6 separate regions of the Mus musculus genome follow, and all the other regions are linked to region 5. Evidence: chromatin contacts called from public promoter capture Hi-C data. All regions are on one chromosome and are shown on one strand. Each heading gives the region's core, a stretch centred on a gene start, on an enhancer-like site or on the middle of the called end of the contact. The rest is flanking DNA. Distances are from core to core; before and after follow the strand shown.

Region 1 (3,399 bases), core at 521-3,020, 500 kb before region 5:
AATTTACTAGTTTACAAACTACCCATATTAGCCAGGCATGTTAGTGCATGCTTTTAATCTCAGAATTCAAGTTGGCAGAGGCAGGCTGATCTCTTTGAGTTTGAAGATAGTCTAGTCTACATAGTGGAGAGCCAGGTCTATACAGAGAGTCTCTGTCTCAAATAAATAAAAATAAAATAAAAAGTACCCATATTCGATGGGTGTTCTCATACTGTAAAGTCATAAAAACATTCAGCTTGCTTATATGTACAAATACAATAAACACAAAATAGTTAACCAAGATCCATGTAAGAAATACGTAATTCAACCCAAATTTTGAAAGTTTTAGTGTTTTTAACAAACCTTGTTTAACATGTTAAGATGCACAATAATGAACAATAAATATATAACCATAATACATGGCTCAGAATGTAACGGTTTATAGGAACTATAGAATTAATACGTATGACGTATGGTAGATGCCTAATTTAGAAATATGTATGTGTATATACATATATATATATGTATGTATGCACACACACACATACACACACTAAAAGCAGGCAACTTTCAAAAACCTCCTACTATGTATAGCCATCCATCAGATATCTGATGGGGAGCCCCATCTCATACCAAAAGCCTTGAAGATAGCCAAGGCTCCCATATACAATGCTGTATTTGAATATAATCTGCTCAATACTTTATCTCTAAGTCACCGATACCTAATAAGGTATAAAGGCACTTAAGTAGTTCATCTGTTTTATTTTCCCCCTTGTTAAAAAAAAAGTCTGTACATACTCCGAACAGACACATTTTCCCCAAATATATTTTATCTGCAGTTGGTTGAACCCACCAACGCAGAACCCTTGTAGGGTAAGCTGTCATATTTATTTCCTCTGCACCAACAACATCCATTTTGGGGTTATAAAGTTCAAGGAAATAATTCAAAATATAAAGTGTTGTGCATGAATATATTCCATATTTCCTTATTTATTAATAAAAAAACAAAGAAATAAAATGGGAACGGTTCATTGTAAACTTAAACAATTCAAAATAATGGTCATAAAGATTGTGCACCAAGAGGAAAACCTTAATCTAATATTAACTGAAAATTCAGGAAACAATTACGATTATTGGTTTACTTTTTATGCTATTTAATTCCACCGAACATTTCAGCTATACTCACTAGAAAAATAGAAAAACTATCTGAAAGTGATCAAATGAGAGCGCGTTTGCAATATGGGATGCTAGCCACGATCTAAGCAGCTTTCAGGATGACAACAGGCCGGGCCTCCAGCTTCCCAGCTGCTGTAACGAAGACGAAAGCTTTGGATATAGTTTCTAGTTCAGTATCCTGGCTTTTACGTAGCCCAGTGCAGCTAGCTGCTCCTTGTCCAGCCACCAAGACATCATTCCTACCTACTCTAGAAGTCCAGGGCAGTATGTACCCCCCCCCCCCCCCATTAGTTGAGATTCAAGCGCCCAACAAAACGGGCTCTTATGGAGCTTGCGATCTCCGCCCCAGGACCCTACTTCCATCTCTCCAGATCATCCGACCCTCTCTGTTTTGGCAAACAAGAACCACCCGAGAAGCACTTTAAAGACATTGGCACCTCACTTACCCCTGGAGCAGAGCCCATCAGCGTTGCTGCCACCCTACCTCAGACGTGTTGCCACCGCCGCGTTTACAGGGCGCAGGCGCACCACCACTCACGCGAGCCAGGAGGGGCGTGTTGCGCAGGCGCAGAATCTTCCAAGCCCGACACCCGCGCGACTCGGTGCGCAAGCGCAGTCTGTCGCTGGGGCTTGCGGGAAGGCAGACATGGCCGGGGTTGGCGCAGTTTCGAGGCTTCTTCGCGGGCGGCGCTTGGCGTTAACTGGGGCGGTGAGTTAGTGCCACGAAATGGCAGGCGCTAGGAGTGCGCCACGATTCCACCCGAGTTGGCCTGAGTCTGGGAAGGTGCAGTGGGCCGAAGCCGACTGCTTTCCGGCGAAGGTCACGACCCCGAGGTCGCGGGCGTGGAGTCTGGCCTTCCCCGTCTTGGTCTAGCGAAGTTCTCCAAGGTTAAAGGGAGGGACCGGCCTGTTGCATTCTGGATGCGGACGGGTCTGCGAGTAATCCGTTGGTAGTCTGGGTGTCGACACTAAGACTTATAAGTGATGAGCTTACAGGTTTTGTGTAGTGGCCTTAGCTACTGTTTTTAAATATCAAAGAGATATTTGAAGATACCAGGTGAGACTTCTGCACCGTGTTCATCCAGTCTTGCGACTTCTTTTTGCATTTGAAGAGGTACACAGTGACTCAGGGTTGCAGGGGTCTGATGTTGGCCTCCCAGATTGTCAGATCTTGTCTCAGTGCACTCTTTGCCGGTCACCTGTTATTCGTCACACTCCTAGGGTTTTATTAACGTAAACTAAATTTGACAGGTTGGGTTCTTTAAAGTTCTGTCTCACCTACCTACTTAACAATTTAATTACAAAGTAAAGGCCCTAAGACATTGAACAGTATCGACTTGCATTGTGCATCAAATTATGGCTGCAGTTGTCTATTTTCTGAAATAGATATTAAAATGCATGTTCAATGAAATGTTCAAGGGTTAGTTGGCAGCTATTCTTGCAAGGCCAGAAGGCATTTTCAAACCTTGATAATTTCTGTGATTTGTATTTGCTGCCACAAACTCCTACTTCCACCTCTATCCCTTGGGCTCTGCAAGAAGGGTTTTAAGTCCTGATCATTGAAGCCCTTTACAGGAGATAATAAGTCAGCCACCTATAATTGTAGCAGAATTCTTTTGTAGCAGAAATAGGTGAGCCCACCCCATGCCCAGGATTCACTCCACACACTCAAGGAAAAAAAAAAAAAATAATGATAGTCTGAGCCCAGCTCTGGCTAATGCCCAAAAGGAACAGTCAAGGATAGAAGATTTTTATTAACTTGTATACACCTTAGGTTTATGCTTACCACATATGTTGGCATCCTTAAATTCCTTTCCTATTCCAGATCCAGTTTATGCTTTGACCAGTTTAGACAGAGACAGGAGACTGCAAGTCTGGCCACTTAGGCAGGTGGGAGATTTGCACAGCAAAGGTATTTTTCATTGCCTGAATTGTTTTTAAGTGCATCTTTATTGTTCCTGCCTATGGGCATCTCGTCCAGCTGTCAGAATTAGGCTTTGTTAAGAAGAGAAGTGGAGCTTTATGGAATACCATATTTAAAGTTTATTGTCACCCGGGACTGCCTTCTAGAGGAATGGTCTTTGAAAGAGAAATGGGCTTACTAGTTGTAATTCGGTTTGTCTCCTTTGTTAAGGGAAAGAGTCTAATGGCTGCTCAATCCTGCTGAAGAAACATTTACATCCTAGAATCCTTAATTTTACTTATGTCCAACAGGCCTGGTGTCTTAGTCAGGGTTTCTATTCC
Region 2 (3,506 bases), core at 286-2,785, 470 kb before region 5:
TTAACATCATAGGAGGACAGGGTTATCTCATTTATTTCTCTACTGGAAAGCTTAGAACAGACCTGGTTAAGAGGAAACTAAACCTGAGATAGGGCAAGGAGATAGATGGTGGCACCTGGAAGACAACTACCTGTAAGCTGTTGCAGAAGGTGGTCTCTTTGGGACTGGACCTTTATAGCATTCCAAAGTCAGCAAACAGCTGGTAGAGTCCCGGATTCAGCAGCCTCGGGTCTGCTGAAGTTTCTCTGTACTGGAAAACTTCCAGTTCAAGTAGGAAAATTATGATTAATATTTTTGTATTTCTGGTAAAGAGAAAAGGAGCCAGAGAGAGGACAGAATAAAAATAGATCTCAGATTCTAAATAAAAGAACCAGAAAAGTCTAAAAGATTATTCAAAAGTGAGATGAACAGTTTATGAGAAATTATAAAAAATGAATTCGCCAAATCCTGGAAAAAAAATCTACCTTTCTTAAAGAATTTTGTAGATTTTGAGGTAAATGTCAAAGCTATAAGATGTTTCTTTGAGCAATTTGAAAGTCTCTTAAGATGTCCTAAGAACAAGAGAAATGGAGCAGAAAACGATACAGTTGGGACTTGATCAGATCTATAGCTGTGCTAAATAATGGATGATTATCCACATGGAAGTTTCAGATGTACAAGGCCATACTCTTGGCCCTTGGTCTCTTCACCCTCTTCTTTAGTTATGGGGTAAACAAACCCCCCATAAAGACAGCATAGCAGTTCTTATTATAAGTCTGTCCCTGGATGAGGACTACAGGAAGGCTGGAATAATCCTATGGCAGAACGGAGTAATCTGTATCTTGAGCTATTCACAGTATTCAGATTTAGGTGGAAGGATGGCCTGACAGCCCGTGAATGTGACCGGTTGGTAGTTGCCCCAATGCTATGCATTTTCCCATTTAGGGACATTCCAAACTATAAAAGCACCATAGAATTAGTATCTAGAACGAAAGAAGGAATACTTATAATTAAAAGGAGTAACCACCAAAAGTACAGAAGTCCAAGTAAGGGGTGGAGAAAACACAGCTCTCACCTCAGGACCAAACCTCACTCGGGCCATTTACAAATGAAGTCACTGCAAACCTAGGGAGGCTGGGCATAAACCGATATAAGCAAGTGGGAAGGCAAGAAGGTGTAGTATGGACAGACGGACAAACTCCAGAGTGCACAAAATGCACTTTGCGTTTCCGCCGAGGACTTCATGCGGTTGGTGCACATCACATTCGCACTAAATACTAATGCAGACGTAAAGGGAAGCCGTCGGTCCAAGTGAAAGCTTTCACCACTTTCCGTTACAGGTCGAGGCGTTTTGTAAGCTTGGGTCGGCCCCTCATGGCGTGGTCTCTTCTGAGCTCACCCGCCGCAGCTTCGGGCTGAGACACACAGGAGGGCGGAGCGGGGTGGGGCTGAAAAGGAAAGGGACACCCAAGGCCGGGCAAGAGTAGGAGGCGGAGCTCAGACTAACCCCAAGGCCCTCCAGACGTTGCGTGGCAACGGACCACGCCTGCCAAGTGACTCAAAGGTGCGCGCTTCCGTTGTTCCCAGGAAGTTGTGGGCTCCTGGTCCTGCCCCATAACTGAGGCGGAAGCATAGCTTGTGGAGCTGGGCCGCGTTGCCGCTGTGCATCAGCCCATGGCTGCCTACTCCTACCGCCCAGGCCCGGGTGGTGGCCCCGGCCCTGCTGCTGGAGCTGCACTGCCAGACCAGAGCTTCCTGTGGAACGTCTTCCAGCGGTAAGGCCAGCGCCGCTCAGCTCCTTCGGCCCTTGGGTCGGTCCTCAGTTTTCAGGGCCTATTCTCCAGTCCTCCCTCTCCCCAGCCCTTCATCCCCCGACCTCCTTCCCAGTCCTTCCTACTCCCCTCCATCCCCGACTTTCTCTCTTCTACAATAGCACAGGGTTCAGGGTCATGTTGGCAGTGACTTTGCCCAGGGCCGAAGGGCGCGGAACAGTCGCCCTACAGGGTCAGGTGCTTGCGTTAGAAACAGGACAAATCTTGAATCAGGAAAACGGCATCAGTGAAAAGAGCTGGCTGCTATTGCATGTCTTCTGTCCCTGGCCGTCCTTCTGAATGACTGATTGTCTTTCCACTGACTCGTGCCAAAGAATGACTTATTCGTCCTAGAGAATCTTTCTTTACCTATTATGATGAACTGGTGCAGGTATAAATTAAGCAGACTTGAAGAGCTAACAGAAAGCTTGAAAGGAATAGAGAAAAGATGACTCAACCCCTCCTACTGCTTCTGGTTGTTCATTAGTCTCTGGCACACCTGGGGGCGTGTGACATTCCAGCTGAGCAAAGAGGAAGGTCTGGCCAGAGTAACATTCCAGACCTAGTGTAGATTGATGAAAATGATGTCTTGGCTATGTTTTATTTTTAATACTTCCTTTACATTTAATCACCAGCTTACCTGTTTTCTGTTTGTTTGTTTGTTTGTTTGTTTTTGTAGGGTTGATAAAGACAGGAGTGGAGTGATTTCAGACAATGAGCTTCAGCAAGCATTATCCAATGGTGAGTTGAAGCCTGATTCATTCACAGTAAGCAGTTTCCTTCCTGGAATTATTTCCAAAGAAGTCCTTAAGACTAAATTGCCATTACCGGTATAAGGTAAAGGTGTTTGCTAAGCTTCTGTGTTTGTATTTTCTTAATTATCATTGCTGCCTTACCGAGCTCCAGAACAAATGTATGTGAGCCTCTGAAATGGGAGCTATAGTGTAGACCTTGCCCAAGAGTGAAAAAGGTTAGCTCTGTGCAACAGAGGTCCCTCACTTATCTAGAAGGCCTTTGACCTGCTATCAGTCTTAGCAACTGTTCTGAAGAGGATCATCGGGGACACTGACAAATTGTCAGGTGACATTTAGAAGTAATTGCTTAGTTTTTGAAAGGCTTCAAGATGGTCCTTAGGTACTTTTGTGGAAGTATGTTTGCTATAAGAACTGCTAAAACTTGCCGGGCGGTGGTGGCGCATGTCTTTAATCCCAGCACTCAGGAGGCAGAGGCAGGCGGATTTCTGAGTTGGAGGCCAGCCTGGTCTACAAAGTGAGTTCTAGGATAGCCAGGGCTATACAGAGAAACCCTGTCTCGAAATAACAAAAAAAAAAAAACAAAAAAACAAACAAAAAAAACCCTGCTAAAACTTAAAAGAAGGGTGCACTGAGCTGGGGGTGCTGGAGAGATGGCTCAAAGGTCAAGAACACTGGCTGCTCTTCCAGAGGACCTGGGTTTAATTCCCAGCACCCACATGGCAGCTCACAACTGCACATAACTCCAATTCCAGAGGATGTGACACTCTCACACCAATGAGTGTAAAGTAGGATTATTTTTACTATAAAATACTATATTAATATTTTGTTGTATAATATGTTAACATACATTATGCACACACACATACATATACATATACATATAAACATTAAAACTCGGGGACCAGTTTAGGAAATAGAGATATGGGAGATGCTGTCAGCAGGAGCAAGGGGAGGTATTTGT
Region 3 (3,400 bases), core at 329-2,828, 440 kb before region 5:
AGCAAAGCCCAAATTCTTAGGGTACCTATAGATGCCAGTGCCCCCCCCCCATCACCAGGTTATGCAGAGCAGAACCTCTCTCAGATACCATCACCACCTCATTATCACTGCAGTGATGGTGTTTGAGAGATACACAAGAATCACAAACTATGAAAATTAAAAACAAATTTACAATAACTTCAGTTCTAACAGACCAAGTTTTTCTAGGCATAGTTTACATTAAAAAAAAAACAGATTAAAATACAATTAATCATTTTTTTTAAAAAAACTGTGGTAGTGAGCCAGGTGGTGACGGCACACGCCTTTAATCCCAACACTCAGGAGACAGGCAGGTGGATCTCTGAGTTCTAGGAAAGCCAGAGTTACACTGAGAAACTCTATCTAGAAACAAACAAGCAAGCAAACAAACAAAACCAAAAATAAACAAAAAACATGGTAGTGTAGGTGCACGTTGTCTGATACAAAAACCCAATATAAATACATTTATCCAACCATTATTGCTGAGCCTCTGTTGTCTGCCACGCAGAGTTGTTTACAAAATAGAGAACAGAACTGCCCTTATGTTTCCAGATTCTCTGACAAAACTCGCGAACTAGTTGTTCACGTTCAGAGCTGTGCACAGAAGAGGCAAAGTACCTTTTACTTCTGAGATCCCAGGGCTGGTCCCTTGTTCCCTTGTAGGGAAGAGAATGCCTTCAGAACAAACAGCCAGTTCAAATCTAAGGAGCAGAAGCAAGCAAGGGTACTTTGGAGGAACCCTAGCCAATGGACAGTGTGATACTCGGGTGCTTCCCAAGAGCCTGAAACGTGGGCAGGGTCAAAATCAGGACTGGGTGCCTAGGTGGAAGGTGGGAGGGACTGGATGAGGGGTGGGACATGGAGAGCAGACTGCCCACACGAAGAACTTCAGAGATTCCAGGAGTCTCTGAACCTTGTGCTTGTTAGTAAGAGTCACGATGCCTAGGCCAGGCGGGACAGCCGAATAGGTATGTTTAGGGCTGAGCCTATCCACCATGTGGTGTCCTGAAAAGCTTAGACGAGAATGTCCCCTGAAAGACCCCAATGTACCTAATATTTCTCATTCTTGGTAAATTCTGTGTCAGAAAGTAGCAAACTAATACTTTATGCTTTGCAAAGTATAAACATACTGTATCTTTAATCTTTTTTATTTTCCAAACAACTCTATAGCGCAAGAAAGGAGGAACACGCTAAGTCTTGGTTACCTATTCTGATCTCATTCTCTGGCCCCAGGGGCCAAGGGGCCCCAACCCACAGCTCCGCAAAAGGAAGGACTCCCTGGATTTTCTTAGGACCAGGTGGGATTTGGTGCACAAACTGGAGGCTTGCTCTGGGATCTCCAAAGGCCCGGGTAAAAACATATTTAGGCACAAAGATCACGGGTACCCGAAGAGCAAGCGGTGACACCCTATCCAGGCACTCAGACCCGGGGACCCTAAATATTGAAAGGGCGCGTGGCAGGCAGGGACAAGGATGTGCGTGCGCCCTCTGCCGCTTTTCCCTTGCGTCTGCCGCTTCGGGCGGGGCGGCTCGCGTGCTGGGGTGGGGCTTTCCTTCTCTAGTCTGAGGCCAGGTCCCAGAGATGAGAGAGCTGACAGCTCCTGGCCTCCGCGGCTCCCTCAGCGGGCGCGCCCGATCTTCTGCGCCCCGCCTGCCCCGGGTAAGTACTCTTGGACTTCACGGGGCTCTCTGGTCTTTGCCTCTGCTGTAGCCACTCTGAGATTGTCCAGCTTGGTCTGGGGCCCCTTCTGCTACACATTTTTGCATCTGGAGGGTCCAGAATTGCTGAAAGTGATGGGCACTCCAGGGGCTTCTCTCTTGGCATCAGACCTTTGAGGGAAGCCAGTCAGGTTCTTCAGTTTTGAGGAGTCAGTTTTCTCTTGACTTGGGTATCCTGTCCCCAAACTCCTTCACTCCCGAAAATGAGCCAGGGAATACCTGTCCCGCATTGGAGAGTCCTTTTGCCTTGGACCTAATGTCTTTTAGAAGTTTTTTGCAGATGATGGCAAGGGGGCTCCTCACAGGCCGCCTTAGCTATCCCTGGGACTGGAGCACCACGGGCACAGCCAGCGAAAGTGGCGCAGTAGCAAGCCCTTTCATGGAGATCAGAGGGCAGTAACAAGGGATTCACGCTTTGGAGGGACTTCCACCATTCCGGGAATTGTCCAATTAGTGGCACCAGAAATATTTGCCTTCTCCAATTTTGAGAAGCAGAAAATTACGGTGTATGGCTTCTTTCAGAAAGAGACAGGACCCTGGTGTTGCTGAAAATCTTAGTGGTACAAACCCTGGAGTCCTCGGCCTTGTGTTGCTTCCCCAGTCCCAGTTGGAGAGCTCTCTCTATTGGGGACAACTCTCGTTCCCCTCCCGGGGCTTCTCCTGGAAGGAGGTTCAGGCTTTGCACAGTTCTAGTACAAGGGTCCCCCCACCCTCCAAAAGGTCTATTTTTTGCAGCTGTTTCTACGGTTTGGATTCATGAGATCTTTCTCACTTTGGCTACCCTTGTCCGGGGTGCGAGGTGTAACTTGGCTCCTCAGGACTGTATCCAGCTAAACTTAGAGGCTCAACTCTAGGAGAAGCTTATGTGTACACCTTGGGTGATACCCCAGAGCTTGGGGGTACTGTACAGTGTAATTTAACTTCTCCTAGCCTGATCAAGGAACTCATAGTAGGAGACACTCTAGGCCTCAGAGTCTGGTTCACTTTTGCCCATCATGGGGAGTGGCCTGCCTTGGTATGAGACCCTGACGCAGTGAGCAGTGGCTGTCTTTTTTCATGAGCAGGGGCATGGCCAAGTGCTGATTATTCCAGACTAGGATACCTACTGAGCTAATCCAGCAGCCCTGTGAGGTGTCTATTGCCAACCATCTGATGATATTGTAATAGACCATTTGACTGTGTCTGTGCAGAACTGGCAGTATTTGTGTTCAGAACTAGTATATTCTTTCTACCTTGTGTTCCCAGTAACCCAACATGGCCTCAGGGTTATCATGGATGCAAGACTGGAAAGAAGACTAGAATGTTGCTAACAAGCACACAAGGGACTGCTTTCTGTTTCTACTTTCTACTTATTTGTTATATATGACAAACAGTTGTTACTTTCACTTGAGAAATTTGGTCAGCTCATGTCTCAGTGAGTAGAAGATCCATAGGCCACAGAGGTCAGGCCCTGCTGTCAGCATAGGGTTTTCCTATGAAGATCACTCACATGTTTGTTGCCCATAGGCCCATGGCTCCTCTTTGACTACTAGAATCTCTGTGTGGAGGGTCTCCCCAATCAGTCTTCATTGAATAGATGTCCCCTATCTGCTTCTAGGGTATGGAAATGAGACGTAGTTGGCTCCAAGGGCCATTTGTGTGAAGTTGGTCTGATCCGATAGAG
Region 4 (3,636 bases), core at 730-3,229, 380 kb after region 5:
TTGGGGAACGTACAACAGAGAATTCTGAGGGCATTTATAAATATGTTCTTTAGCCACAGGCTGTAGACTCCCAAGCAGTTACACACACTAATGTTCTGGACACGGCCTTTGGACACATGCTTTTGAGCAACAAAGACCCAGCCCTAGAATCAGACTAACTGTGCTAAGATCGTGACAAGCATGGATGCATAAAGAATGTGGAGCTTGGTTTCTGGGAGAAAGATGCTTCATCCAGACTAAGTTGAGGCAGAGCATACAGAGCAGGAAGGGACAGGAACATAAAGTAGGGGGTGTGGAAACAGTGTGAGGTAAACCAGGAGATTAAGATGAGGGTAGGAACCTACCAAGATGGGGTAGAGGCAGACTAGCAAGGTCAGAACTGGAAAGAATAACTAGGAATGGGTTGTTGATGGTGATTAGGGTGGGATGTAGTAGGATGAACCAGGAGGGACTTGACTTGGGAGGGGTCCCAAATCCACACAGGCAGCAGATCCGGGAGGAAGGAAGACCCACAAGTGACAAGGGATAGAGTTGTAGGGTAGGAGGTTGTGGACTGAAACTGAGAGTAATAAAGTTCAAATATGACTGCACCCTAAGCCCTCCTGCTGGGCACAGCCCCAGGCCGTGAGGAGCAACCTGACAGCAGCAAAGACTTCAGGAAAAGCCTCACAGGCTCCAGACACAACCAGGAAAGAGGACAAGACCTGGGGGCCAATATGAGGCCTTTACTTTACACTCTCCGTGTTCAATTCTGCTGACCATCCATTCCTACGGGTGATAACTAACCCCACTGGATGCTTTGAGCAGAAACCGGTGCTTGGGAAAGTAATAATTTCAACAGACTTTACCTTAATATTATGTCTGATAGGTTACACATTTAAAAACACCATCTCCTCCTAGAGCTGGTCCCTTACAGTTGGAAATACTACTCTGCCTGTAAACCACGGAAGTCTGAAACTGTGAACTCTGCTCATTACTCAAAGAAGGGTCCCAGAAGTGACCACAGCACCACAGACCTGGCCCCTGAGTAAAAAAAGGTCCCACGTGCCGGGTCTCACGGTGAGAACCACAAGAACAGATAGCAACTGTGCCTAGATCCAGGTCCCCGCTCACTACTAGCCAGCCGCAGCGCACAGGTTCCCTCTCACGTGGGAACTATGTTGTATAAAGTTGATACCGGGCACAGGCAGCCCAAGGGAGCATCGCTAACAACCGACACAGTGTACTAGACACAGGAAACAATCTGCAAACATGGATGTGGAAATCATCCTATTGGGTTATGCCAGGGGCCCCGCGCGTCCGGTGCTCCAGATGACAATTCAGGTTCCGACACTAGGCCACGGAGACACACAGTAGGCCTCCTAGCTGTGCGGAGACGCTGGAAAGGGGCTGCCTGATGCGAGGACACCCCCCCACCCCCGCCCACCTCCAGGCCTCCTGCTGGCGGGAACCCGGGCCAGGCCTGGGATGAGGGTGCAGGGCCCAAGGGATGGAGTGCAGGGTCCAGTACCGAAACCAAAAGGGTGTAAGTCGGCGTGCACGCAGGCGGCGGGAAGCGGGACCCTGGCGCGGGTTGGAAGAGTGCTGCAGGGGAGGGGTGCGGCTCACGGAGGACCGGGCGGCGCCCAGCCCCTCCCCACCGCATCCCGAGCGCATCCTGGATAGAGTACAGCAGCGCTGCGGAGAACCCACCTGGGCCTTCTGCAGGGCGCTCAGTCGCAGCTCGTGCACGAAGGGGTTCCGCCCCGGGGGCGCTAGGCGCCGCGCGTCGCCTGCCCCAGAGCTGGAGGAGGGGGCGGCCCGCGGCCCGCGGCCCCGCAGCCTCATGGCTGCCCGCGCCTGAGCAAGGAGTAGAGCAGATGGAGCTCAGCCGACCGAGCTCAGCTGAACCGAGCCAAGCACAGAAGAGCCGAGAGCAGCAGAGCTAGCAGAGCGCGCGGGAGAGGGCCTAGGATGCGCGGCCGCCCGGAGGCGCAGGCGCGGGAGGGGCGGCGTGACGTGGGTGGGGCCAACGGGGTGCCCCGCCCAGACCGCTCTGGGCTATGAATGCGCCTGCGCGTCTTAAGGCTCCTGGACTTAGGGGAATCCTGCGAATTTGCATGTGTAGGGAGACCTTAAATTTTGGGTCGCAGGACTGAACTGGGCAGGCCCACTTCTCAGCGCAACGCTGTCCTCACAGGCAGCTTCCTTCCCCTAACCATTGTAATCCATCAGTCGCCATCGAGGGAGAAGATAGGCTAGGAGACCCTAATTTGTATCACACCATTAACTAGGACTCTAAATAGCCTTTCTGCTAAAATGTATTCATTTGACTCACTGGATGCCTTTTGTACTTTGTATCCTGTTTTAAAATAGGATACAAAGTAGCTTTCTGATCAAAATGTATACATTTGAAAAACTAAAGAAATGCCTTTTGTAGCAACACCAGGTGCTTTTATTTGTATAGCTCATAGAACACTCAACAAGCAGGTACTGGGAGACAGAGGGTCTAGCCTCAGTCACCAGACAGGAAAAAGGAGCTAAATTCTGCCTAATTCCAGATACCCTTGGCTTCCTGTCTAACCTCCCCAAAGTCCAAACTTCCTGTGGACACCAGAGCTCTCAGAGTCTCCACCACATCCTCTCACAATAGAGTGACCAGAGCCTCTGATAACTCCTGACAGAAATGTGACCAGGCTCTGTTTTGAGGAGTTGGCTAGAAGAAAAATGCTCGCACAGATCTTGTCACTTCAAAGCTTCATCTTGTATTGGACACGTGACGTTATCTTGAGATTCCCTTGTCCCCTCTGCAAAATGAGCCATGAAGCAGCGACAGTACACATAGCCTTTCCTCTGGGCTAAGAAGGCTGTGGAGATCCTTAAGGACTATGAGCAAACTTAATGTTCTTTTTTTTTTTTTTTTTTTTTTTTCAAGACAGGGTTTCTCTGTTTAGCCCTGGCTGTCCTGGAGCTCACTTTGTAGACCAGGCTGGCCTCGAACTCAGAAATCCACCTGCCTCTGCCTCCGAGTGCTGGGATTAAAGGCGTGCGCCATCACACCCGGCCTTAATGTTCTGATATGTTGTCCTGTGACCTAGATTCCACTGATTCTAGATTTTAATTCCCATTTGTTCAAGTCTCAGACACAAGAGTGTAGCATCCAAGGATCTTCAGCTCCCTGTCAAGAAAACCCCAGGGCACAAAGGCCTATCAGGCTTACAAACAGACCTTTAGAGGAAGGAAGACAGGCGGGCCAGGTGCCACCTGAAGTCTACAAGCAAAGAAGCCTGCGGGTATCCTGGGCCAGGATTTCTGTAGCCTCAAAGCTGGGTCATAGAAAGCTGTGAACATCCTGTGTAGCGGTGTTGACCCAAGTCCACATATTTTGTGGAAAGAAAATCTTTTGCAGGTGATCATGATGACTCTAATAGATTTGTCAGGACCCATCCAGTATTAGTGATGTCTTTGTGAATGGGAGATTTGAATGAGGAGACAAGGCAGAATGGGGGGTGGGGGGATGCCATGTAAGACCAAGTTTTCCTAATTGAGGATGTTCAGCCACCTGAAGCTGGAGAGAGAGCTGGGAGGACCCTTCCTTAGAGACATCAGGGAGAGCTGCCTCTACCTTGATCTTGGTCGTTTATCTTTCTGAGGTGT
Region 5 (3,789 bases), core at 741-3,240:
TAATACAGTAATTGATCAACAAGCTGCACTTGGATAGATCTGTGTCTTTGGTCTATCTGTGCTCTTTGTCTGGGGCAAAAAGATGTCTCTTTATTTCTCCCCAGGAAGCCACGCAAGTCACACATAGTCTTTGTGTTCTTTGTTGATGTCAAAATCCTTGGTTCGAAGCTCAGAGAGACCACAGAAGCATAGAACTGCAGGGGGTGTAGAATTCAAGGGACAGAGATAAGCCTGGACACAGGATCAGTGAATGGAAACTCACTCTCACCCTAGGTCACCTCCTGGGCCTCAAGTCCCAGCCTGAGGCTACTTTTGCCCAGTTTGACAGTTACACTGGGCCTTGTCTTCTCAGGCCAATAATGTACCTACCTTACTAAGCAGTGGCTCTGGGAGTGGGGAGGGTGGGAAGAATGGACATTTCTGGAAATTTCCATCCAAGTCTGTCTTCATCAACTAGGAAGTCGCACTCTCTACACCTAAACAGGATGAAGCAGAGGACATATAGAGCAAGCCAGCCTCACCTGGTTTGCCCAAAGCTGAGCCTAGACTGTGGTAGGCAGTGGAACACAGTGAAGCCTGTCCTTGTGGGAACCTTCCTCATTTATGGCCTCAGTGATAATGATAGCTATATTTACAAACACTCCCCCAAACATAGTTGTGGATCCTAATCATTGAATCCTCTCCTGGTATCCCATTCCTTCTTTCTCAGTTGCTGGTTGTGGGTGAAACCCTGACACAAAGGAGGGATGAGGCTAGGTGAATGGCCTGGTGGGTAAGGAGTCCTCATAATTACATGAGTCCATTCTACCTGTGTCATGCCCATGGCTGTGAGATGGTCCTGTTCAAGGTAAGCCATTCTGCACTTTTTTGGGGGGGGCAGTCATGAATCCTTAATATCAACAATTCCAAAGGACTTCAGAAGTTCAAGGTCATCTTAGCTATACATGGAGTTCAAGGCCAGCCTGGAATACAGACCATGAAGAGGCGGGGGGGGGGGGCTGTGGTTCTTTGCAGAAAGTATGTGCTAAAATTAAGTCACTCTAGGAGTTGAATGTTCTAGAGCAGACTATGTGAACACATCTCTGAACAGAGACAGGCTACTAGGTAGTGGTGACTCTTGAGTGGGAGAGTTGTAGGGTATATGAACCATATCTCAAGAAGGCTGGGAAAGAAAACTACACATTCATTCTTGATCTGTGTGTTACAGAGCTCTATGGGCAAAGTGGAGAACCAAACAGAGAGGTATCCCCAGAATAAGCTGGAGCCCAAGAAAGAAGGGGGAGTGAGATTTCTCTGAAACAAGGGTGGGTGATCTCTTCTAAGGGAGAAGCTGTAGGATGAGATACTGAGAGGGTTTTCAGAGGTTGGCCAGCCAAAGAGGAGCCAGATGGACTAACCACAGCCCAGCAAGGACCCTGCCCCAACCAAAGGCAAAGGGAAGGATGCAGGGCCTGTCCACACTGATGGGCAGCGTTGGTCTTTCATCAATGAGGGAAAGGGAGGAAGGTCTGCTCCAGCGGGCCAGGACTCACTTTAGTCCTACCTGCTCTCCCTCTCTTCCAGGTACCTTCCCATGGCCTTCTACCTCCGCACCCCACTCACCCCCAGCCCCTTCACGACAAGCATGTGCCTAACTCCTCTCACAGCCAAAGGTATCAAGAAGGTTGTCTAAGACGTAGGTAACTCTCTTCCAGGGTTCTCTCTTTCAAAGGAGGATTCCTAATACCGACTCTTGAATTTGGGAATCTCAAGAAAAAGATTGGTGAGGGGTGGAGGGTGTCCCCACAAAAGAAACCGCAGAGAGCCAGAAACCTGGAGTCCACGCAGGTAAGCTCTGTCTGCCCTCAGGGATGCCCTGTGCGAGTCGTTGCTCAGAGCAGGTTCCAAACCGCCTGTCTAGTAAAGTCTTAGGGTAAAGGAGACGCTAAGGTCCACTGCGCTACGGTCCGCGGCCGCGGGGGGCGCTGCGAGAACCCCTGTTAAAGCCCCGTCGCGGGCGCGCGCGCTCAGAGGGAGGCCGGCCGCTGCCCGCGCCGGTGTCTCCGGTTGCCGGGCCAAGCCTCGCCAGACTGCCCGGCCCCGGATCCAGGCTCCACGAGTTGCTCTCAGCTCGGGATTCACGCACCCCGGGCTCGAACCTCGGACGCACACCTGAGAGCTCGGCCGGAGGGTGGGTCCAGGCCCAGCGGAGACATGGGGAAATTTCAGTCCAAGCACGGTGAGGAGCGGGCCGGGGGGCGGGAGAGAGGGGGGCGGGTGGGCGCCGCCACTCACTGTCCCTTCCGTCTTCCCTGTGTCCTCCGACCGTGCCGCAGCCGCAGCAGCCTGCAAGAGGAGAGAGAGTCCCGAAGGTGAGCCCGGGTGCGGTCAGGGAGCGAGGCGGCCCCGGGGCCGGATGCGCAGAGCTCCAAGCTTGGGGCGCGCCTTGCCTCGCGCCCTCGATTGGGACACGCCTTGGGTCTCCGGGAGCGCGTGGCCTCGGGGCTCTGGGTACCGGGTGGGCGCTGCAAGGCAGGCTGGGCAGAAGCGCACTCCACGAAGCTCACGGTCTCCTTCCTTCTCCGTGGGTGCCTTGTTTCCCGCGCGTCTGCGGGCGGGCCGCAGGGGACAGCTTCGTGGTGCCTGCGTACGGGAGCGGTCGCAGGGGAGCGGAAGAAACGGACCGGCGCGCGGGCAGCGGTGTGGAACATCGCTCACGGGACAAGCAGGTAGGTTACGGGAAGGTGGGCTGGGTCGCGCAACTAAGGGCCTTGCAGAACCTGAGTCTTGCCTCTTTACAGTCGGGAGACGCAGAAGACTCATATGGCTGGCCAGGATAGCCTAACCCTCTCCAGCATCTGGCATAGTATCCCAGAGGGGGCTGGGTGGTACTGGAACCTCCAAGCGCTAGGCTGGACTGGTGACTCCACCCCTCAGGCAGGAGGAACTGGTGAAGGGATTCTAAGGCAGAGATGGGACTCAACTAGGGGGGCCATGATCTCAGAATTCCAGGCTTGAGTTGGAGGACCTTCTCCATCTGTTGATGGATGTTATAGGGCTGATTGCTTGCACAATGAAGTTGTCCAGAGGTTAAGGCTACCCTTGCCTCCCATCTTTTGGAGAGCTTAATACAGGCCTGCAGGGAGCATCCCTGGACAAATGGGCAGTGGAAAAAACGGTGTCCCCAAACCATAAGAGCTACCCTGTGTCTGAGAGAAGATGATCCATGTGCTGTGTTTAAGAGCAGAGAACTGCCCAGGGCCAGGGCCCCAGGGATGAGATGTGATGGAGTGTGGGTGAAACACCCACATATCTGCCAGCAAGAAGAAGTAGACATTGGGCTATTGGTGTTGGGGAGAGCAGAGTTTGAAAGGACAAGAACAATACACTTGGTCACCTAGAACTGGCTCCCCACTACTGGCTCCCACTACAGATAGACTCCCTCACTGGCTGGGAGCTCTGTGAAGTCGGCAAGTGGGCTGGCATCAGTGTTCTTTCTGAAAGGACCTTCTGGTGGGTGAATAGAAACTTCTGGGTGTTCATGAATACTTGGTGTGGCCCTGACCTGAGACCTGGAGCTACGGAGGCTTAAAATAATATGTACTAGAGTTTGGATGTGTGCTTTCTGAGCGGATCTACTGTAGCTGTAAAAGCGGGTATGCTGAGGTATTGTGGGTCCAGTGTGGAGATTCAAACAGTTACATGATGTCCATCTCTAGTAGAGGAGGCCAGACCAGACATCCAGTGCTGCCCACCCAGGTCCATTTTGCTACCACTTACATTTGCTGAGGAATTTTTGGTGGCCAGTTG
Region 6 (3,602 bases), core at 1-2,500, 310 kb after region 5:
GTTTAAAACAAACGGGACATTGGTTTCTCCAAGGAAAGTGCATACAAACCACCCTGCCCATGACCATGGCTTCACAGGCCTTTGAGCTGACAGAGAGTTACCAGAATGTCACCAGGGGAAGGATCAGGCCACTGCTACACTAGCAGCACTCCCAGAGCAACCCTGCCTTATGCTTCTGCAGAGCCAGGGCCATGGGGCATAAGGGAGGCAGCAGCACTCTCACCCAGTGACAGCCTGTTTCCACTGAACTCAGACAAGCACACTGATAGAAGCCTGACATGTGGGTGACTGCTCTAATGGGGTGACTTTCCTCTGCATCCCTAAACAAAAACTCCTGACAGAAGTTATTTTATGCACCACTTCTCTGTGGCCTCTTTACCCTGGTGACAAACCCAAATGCAAATTCCTCACATGTGTCAAAGATGGGCTAGAGGGTGGCAGCTGCTAGGGAGCAGGTAGGAGAGCTCCCTACGTTGCTTGAGAGACGGCAAGATGCTGAGCAAAGGACCTGGTCCCAGGCTGCCTCCCCAGCTCTCTCACAGACACAGGTACAGAGGTACCTGCCTGCCCCACCCTACTCCTCAACTGACAGCTCAGAGGCGAGGTTTAGGCACAGACAGCAAAATGGCCCCTGAGAAAACATCTTTCTTCACCGGCTGGATCAGGAAACAGGTGGCTCATAAACCAAGATTCTCTGCTTTCTCCCCACAACCTGAGTTCAGCCCCGGCTTACAGAAAAGACAAAAACACAACACAACAAATAAACAAAACGGAGAACGGAGATGGAGCTTTTTGGCATGTTGTGAAAATAACCCCAAGGGCCCATCGCCGAGGGAGGGTCTGTGATGCTCAGCCTCAGCCACAAACAGCCATGTCCCCCTAGGAAGCAACAACCTCCTATGAACCAGGTCTTGAGTCTGGGCTCTGTGGAATCCTATGCTCCGAGAACAGGCACTGAGTGCACACCCCTTAGTTCTGTATGGAAGGAGCTGCTCTCCAAAACCCTGGCTGTGGACAACTTTGAACCCCGTCGGCTATGGTTTCTGCCCCTCGCTCCGCCGGACGGCTGTCCAGAGTCAGTGGAGCAGTGAAGATGCCACTGCCCAGGATACGTAAGAAGCGATCTTGGTCCTTACCTGCCTCCAGCGTCAGACTTCAGCTTTGAGGTCCTGTAAGCCTCCAGTCGCGCTTCACAGCTCTGGCAGGTCTCAGCCTTGAGCTCTTATCGGGCCTCCGGGTCGGTCCGCCTAGCCCCGCCCGCCGTCGGGGGCGCCCACTGGCACTGGCTCCGCCTCTGTTCCGCCCAGGGTGGGCGGAGGACGGGCTGGGCAGCGCCCCTGCACCACTTGGGGACTAGGATGACTTCGGGGAGCCAGAGGCCACTGAGCCTAGGCAGGCAAGGAGTTTGGCAGGTGTCTTTGCAAGGTTATAGAGTCTCGGCCACGTGGGATCAGTGTATCTCCAGGTTGGACGCGTTGCAGACCGGAGGGACAGTTGGTTTCCAGGAGGGAGCAGTCCAAGTCTCCGTCCCTGTTCGCTCTCCTCGGCCAGCGCCTGCATGAGTCTCCCAACAACTGGTTTCAGCAAGGTTGTCAGAAACAGATCCCGGGAAGAGAGTGAAGTGGCGAGCGCATGTGGATCTGTGCGGAGCTCCCAAGGCTCACCCGGGTCTCCCCAGTTCTCCCTTCGATGTTGTATGACTCTCCGACCCTGCTCCCTTGTCCCTGAACAACCAACCTGCGAGCAAGATTTTCCAACTCCAGTTCCGCTCGGAGACAAAGCAAGTGGGACGCACCTCCCGGTGCTGTGGAGGTGGCCCACCTGCGTTCCTAGCCAGGTCACAGCAAGTCTCGTCCTTGCCCTGACCAGTTTGCTCAGGCACTCTTCCCTCCTCACTCCGTGAGCACCTTAGGCACTAAAGTTCCAATACCCCTTTGATGGGTCCTGATTCTCTGCCACCTTTCTCAGGTCCCATGGTCACAAGTGCATGTTTGTAATGTGTGCCTCTGTTCTCTTCTGAGCATACTTTTTTACTCAGATCCGGGCCATCTGATCCAAACTCGAAGGCTCCTTCCAGTCAGCCTGCTTCAGAAACCGATTTTCCTGGAGGGACCTATAAAGCCTGTGTGGCCAATATTCCTGTTTCAAGGGCTAAAGGACCAGGAACTGGAATCGTCCTGCCCAGATGGGCGTGACATTCGGCCACCCAGGGAGGTCCAGGACACCCAGATGTGAGCAGGTCCTAGGGTAAGCCCTTTTCCTCTCTGCATGCCTTCCCCATTCCCAGCACCCCCTCATGCCCTTCCTTTCCATTTCTGCTTTCCCTGAGAATAGCTGAGAGGTTTGACCAGAGTGAGGGACCCTAGAAGAAGTATCTCACCTGCAGGCTCCACTAAACCAAGTTCCTAGCAGTGTCTCCTACTAGTTGGGACCCCAAAATGGCTGGGCCCTTATCTTCCTGGTTCCTTCTCTGTGCCCACGTCCTGTGGCCTTATCGCTTCCCTTCAGCCCCCCAAAATGAGGCTGATGCCTAGCAGGAGCTGTTTTTAGAGCTGTTTTTCCAAGTGAGATTAGAATGGGGAGGGCACACTGCTACAGCTGTCAGTGGTCCGCTGGAGCTGCTGTGGAGAAACATTACAACCTTGGAGTCAGTCAACAAACATTTATTCCTGTAAAGGCTTAGAAGTCTCAGATCCCCAGGGAGGATTTGGAGAGAGCTGCTCCCACGGCAAATGGGAAGTTCTCTAGGGTCTCCCTAGGGCAGAGGTGTGCAGAGCTCCCCAGGACCATTTTATAAGACAAAAAAAAATTTTTTTTTGAGGAGAGCCAATGAAACCCAAGACCTGACTCTAAATAGCATCTGACACGAGAGGGTATGGTTTCCACATGTAGATGAGGGTAGGGGAATAATGTCCTTGGTATTCCAGCTGGTAATAGGGACTTGAGGAGATAATGGTAATCACCTCCAGTTGCTAACACACTAAAGGCTATCTCTTTGCCTCTATTCTGTCATAAAACAGTGTTATGCAAATACCTCTTACATTAAAGAGGCTGGTCTTTCCTGGACCTCACAACTGAGTTAATAGATTCTGGGATCATCGAAGACATAATCTTCCATCCTACTTTGTAACCAGCCTTTTGAAGTTTAACTTGCCTTTAAGAGAACAATGTAACAAGCAACTTTACTTGCCTCAGTTTCCCAAGTAGTGTGCCCTCTCACAACCTACACTAATACATAACTTTAATCTTAAGTTATATACTCTTCCATGGCCCTGATCCAGAGTTGTGTGTGTGTGTGTGTGTGTGTGTGTGTGTGTGTGTGTGTGTGTGTTGTGGTAATCATTTGCTGAAATTAGCAAATGGCCTGGAAGCAACCTTATACAACAAATATCCACAATCATTGGAATCAACCTGTGGATATAGCTTGATAAAGTTTTCTTGTTAGTACTGAGTATTTCTAGGTCAGTTAGAATCAATAACTTAATACCATGTAAAACTCTGTTGAAGATTTCTGTAGAGAATTTCTCATTTCTCATACTATGCTTTCTGCTCTGCTCAATACATACAGAGTGGGGACACTCTTGTTGGGGACAGACAGAAGA

What was found. Promoter capture Hi-C pulls out the DNA fragments that hold promoters and counts their contacts. Capture Hi-C pulls out chosen DNA fragments and counts their contacts.
Region 1: a promoter capture Hi-C map of embryonic stem cells shows a contact between it and region 5. The contact joins the promoter of Sdha here to the promoter of Nkd2 in region 5. A contact is called at or near these places in 5 of 39 promoter capture datasets (cranial neural crest, embryonic stem cells, hippocampal neurons and 2 more).
Region 2: a promoter capture Hi-C map of pre-B cells shows a contact between it and region 5, with 2.9 times the contacts expected there. The contact joins the promoter of Pdcd6 here to the promoter of Nkd2 in region 5. A contact is called at or near these places in 7 of 39 promoter capture datasets (the 3T3-L1 cell line, cranial neural crest, embryonic stem cells and 4 more) and 1 of 115 datasets of contacts at active chromatin or transcription factors (astrocytes).
Region 3: a contact with region 5 is called in a promoter capture Hi-C map of stem cell-derived epiblast-like cells, with 7 times the contacts expected there. The contact joins the promoter of Ahrr here to the promoter of Nkd2 in region 5. A contact is called at or near these places in 21 of 39 promoter capture datasets (the 3T3-L1 cell line, 3T3-L1-derived adipocytes, the C10 cell line and 11 more), 30 of 484 Hi-C or Micro-C datasets (the Ba/F3 cell line, CD8 T cells, the G1E-ER4 cell line and 19 more) and 1 of 9 other capture datasets (embryonic stem cells).
Region 4: a promoter capture Hi-C map of liver shows a contact between it and region 5, with 3 times the contacts expected there. The contact joins the promoter of Lpcat1 here to the promoter of Nkd2 in region 5. A contact is called at or near these places in 6 of 39 promoter capture datasets (embryonic stem cells, hippocampal neurons, liver and 2 more) and 1 of 9 other capture datasets (adipose tissue).
Region 6: a contact with region 5 is called in a promoter capture Hi-C map of pancreatic islet, with 3 times the contacts expected there. The contact joins the promoter of Slc6a3 here to the promoter of Nkd2 in region 5. A contact is called at or near these places in 12 of 39 promoter capture datasets (the 3T3-L1 cell line, the C10 cell line, the HPC-7 cell line and 7 more), 2 of 484 Hi-C or Micro-C datasets (cerebellum and embryonic stem cells) and 2 of 9 other capture datasets (liver and pancreatic islet).

What each region holds. Positions count from the first base shown.
Region 1 is chr13:74,348,611-74,352,009 of GRCm38.p6, reverse strand. It overlaps Sdha (succinate dehydrogenase complex, subunit A, flavoprotein (Fp)), which reads left to right and starts at 1,770. Exons shown (of 15, transcript NM_023281.1): 1 at 1,770-1,864. The coding sequence starts at 1,802. Ccdc127 (coiled-coil domain containing 127) reads right to left here and starts at 1,693. Exons shown (of 3, transcript NM_001168659.1): 1 at 1,602-1,693.
Region 2 is chr13:74,315,355-74,318,860 of GRCm38.p6, reverse strand. It overlaps Pdcd6 (programmed cell death 6), which reads left to right and starts at 1,535. Exons shown (of 6, transcript NM_011051.3): 1 at 1,535-1,754; 2 at 2,470-2,531. The coding sequence starts at 1,654.
Region 3 is chr13:74,290,509-74,293,908 of GRCm38.p6, reverse strand. Ahrr (aryl-hydrocarbon receptor repressor) reads left to right here and starts at 1,578. Exons shown (of 11, transcript NM_009644.3): 1 at 1,578-1,678.
Region 4 is chr13:73,465,574-73,469,209 of GRCm38.p6, reverse strand. It overlaps Lpcat1 (lysophosphatidylcholine acyltransferase 1), which reads right to left and starts at 1,979. Exons shown (of 14, transcript NM_145376.6): 1 at 1,693-1,979. The coding sequence starts at 1,827.
Region 5 is chr13:73,845,832-73,849,620 of GRCm38.p6, reverse strand. Nkd2 (naked cuticle 2) reads left to right here and starts at 1,990. Exons shown (of 10, transcript NM_028186.5): 1 at 1,990-2,218; 2 at 2,316-2,351; 3 at 2,605-2,708. The coding sequence starts at 2,194. It overlaps Gm30303 (a long non-coding RNA gene), which reads right to left and starts at 2,013. Exons shown (of 3, transcript XR_382654.4): 1 at 1,813-2,013; 2 at 370-476.
Region 6 is chr13:73,534,395-73,537,996 of GRCm38.p6, reverse strand. Slc6a3 (solute carrier family 6 (neurotransmitter transporter, dopamine), member 3) reads right to left here and starts at 1,250. Exons shown (of 15, transcript NM_010020.3): 1 at 1,137-1,250.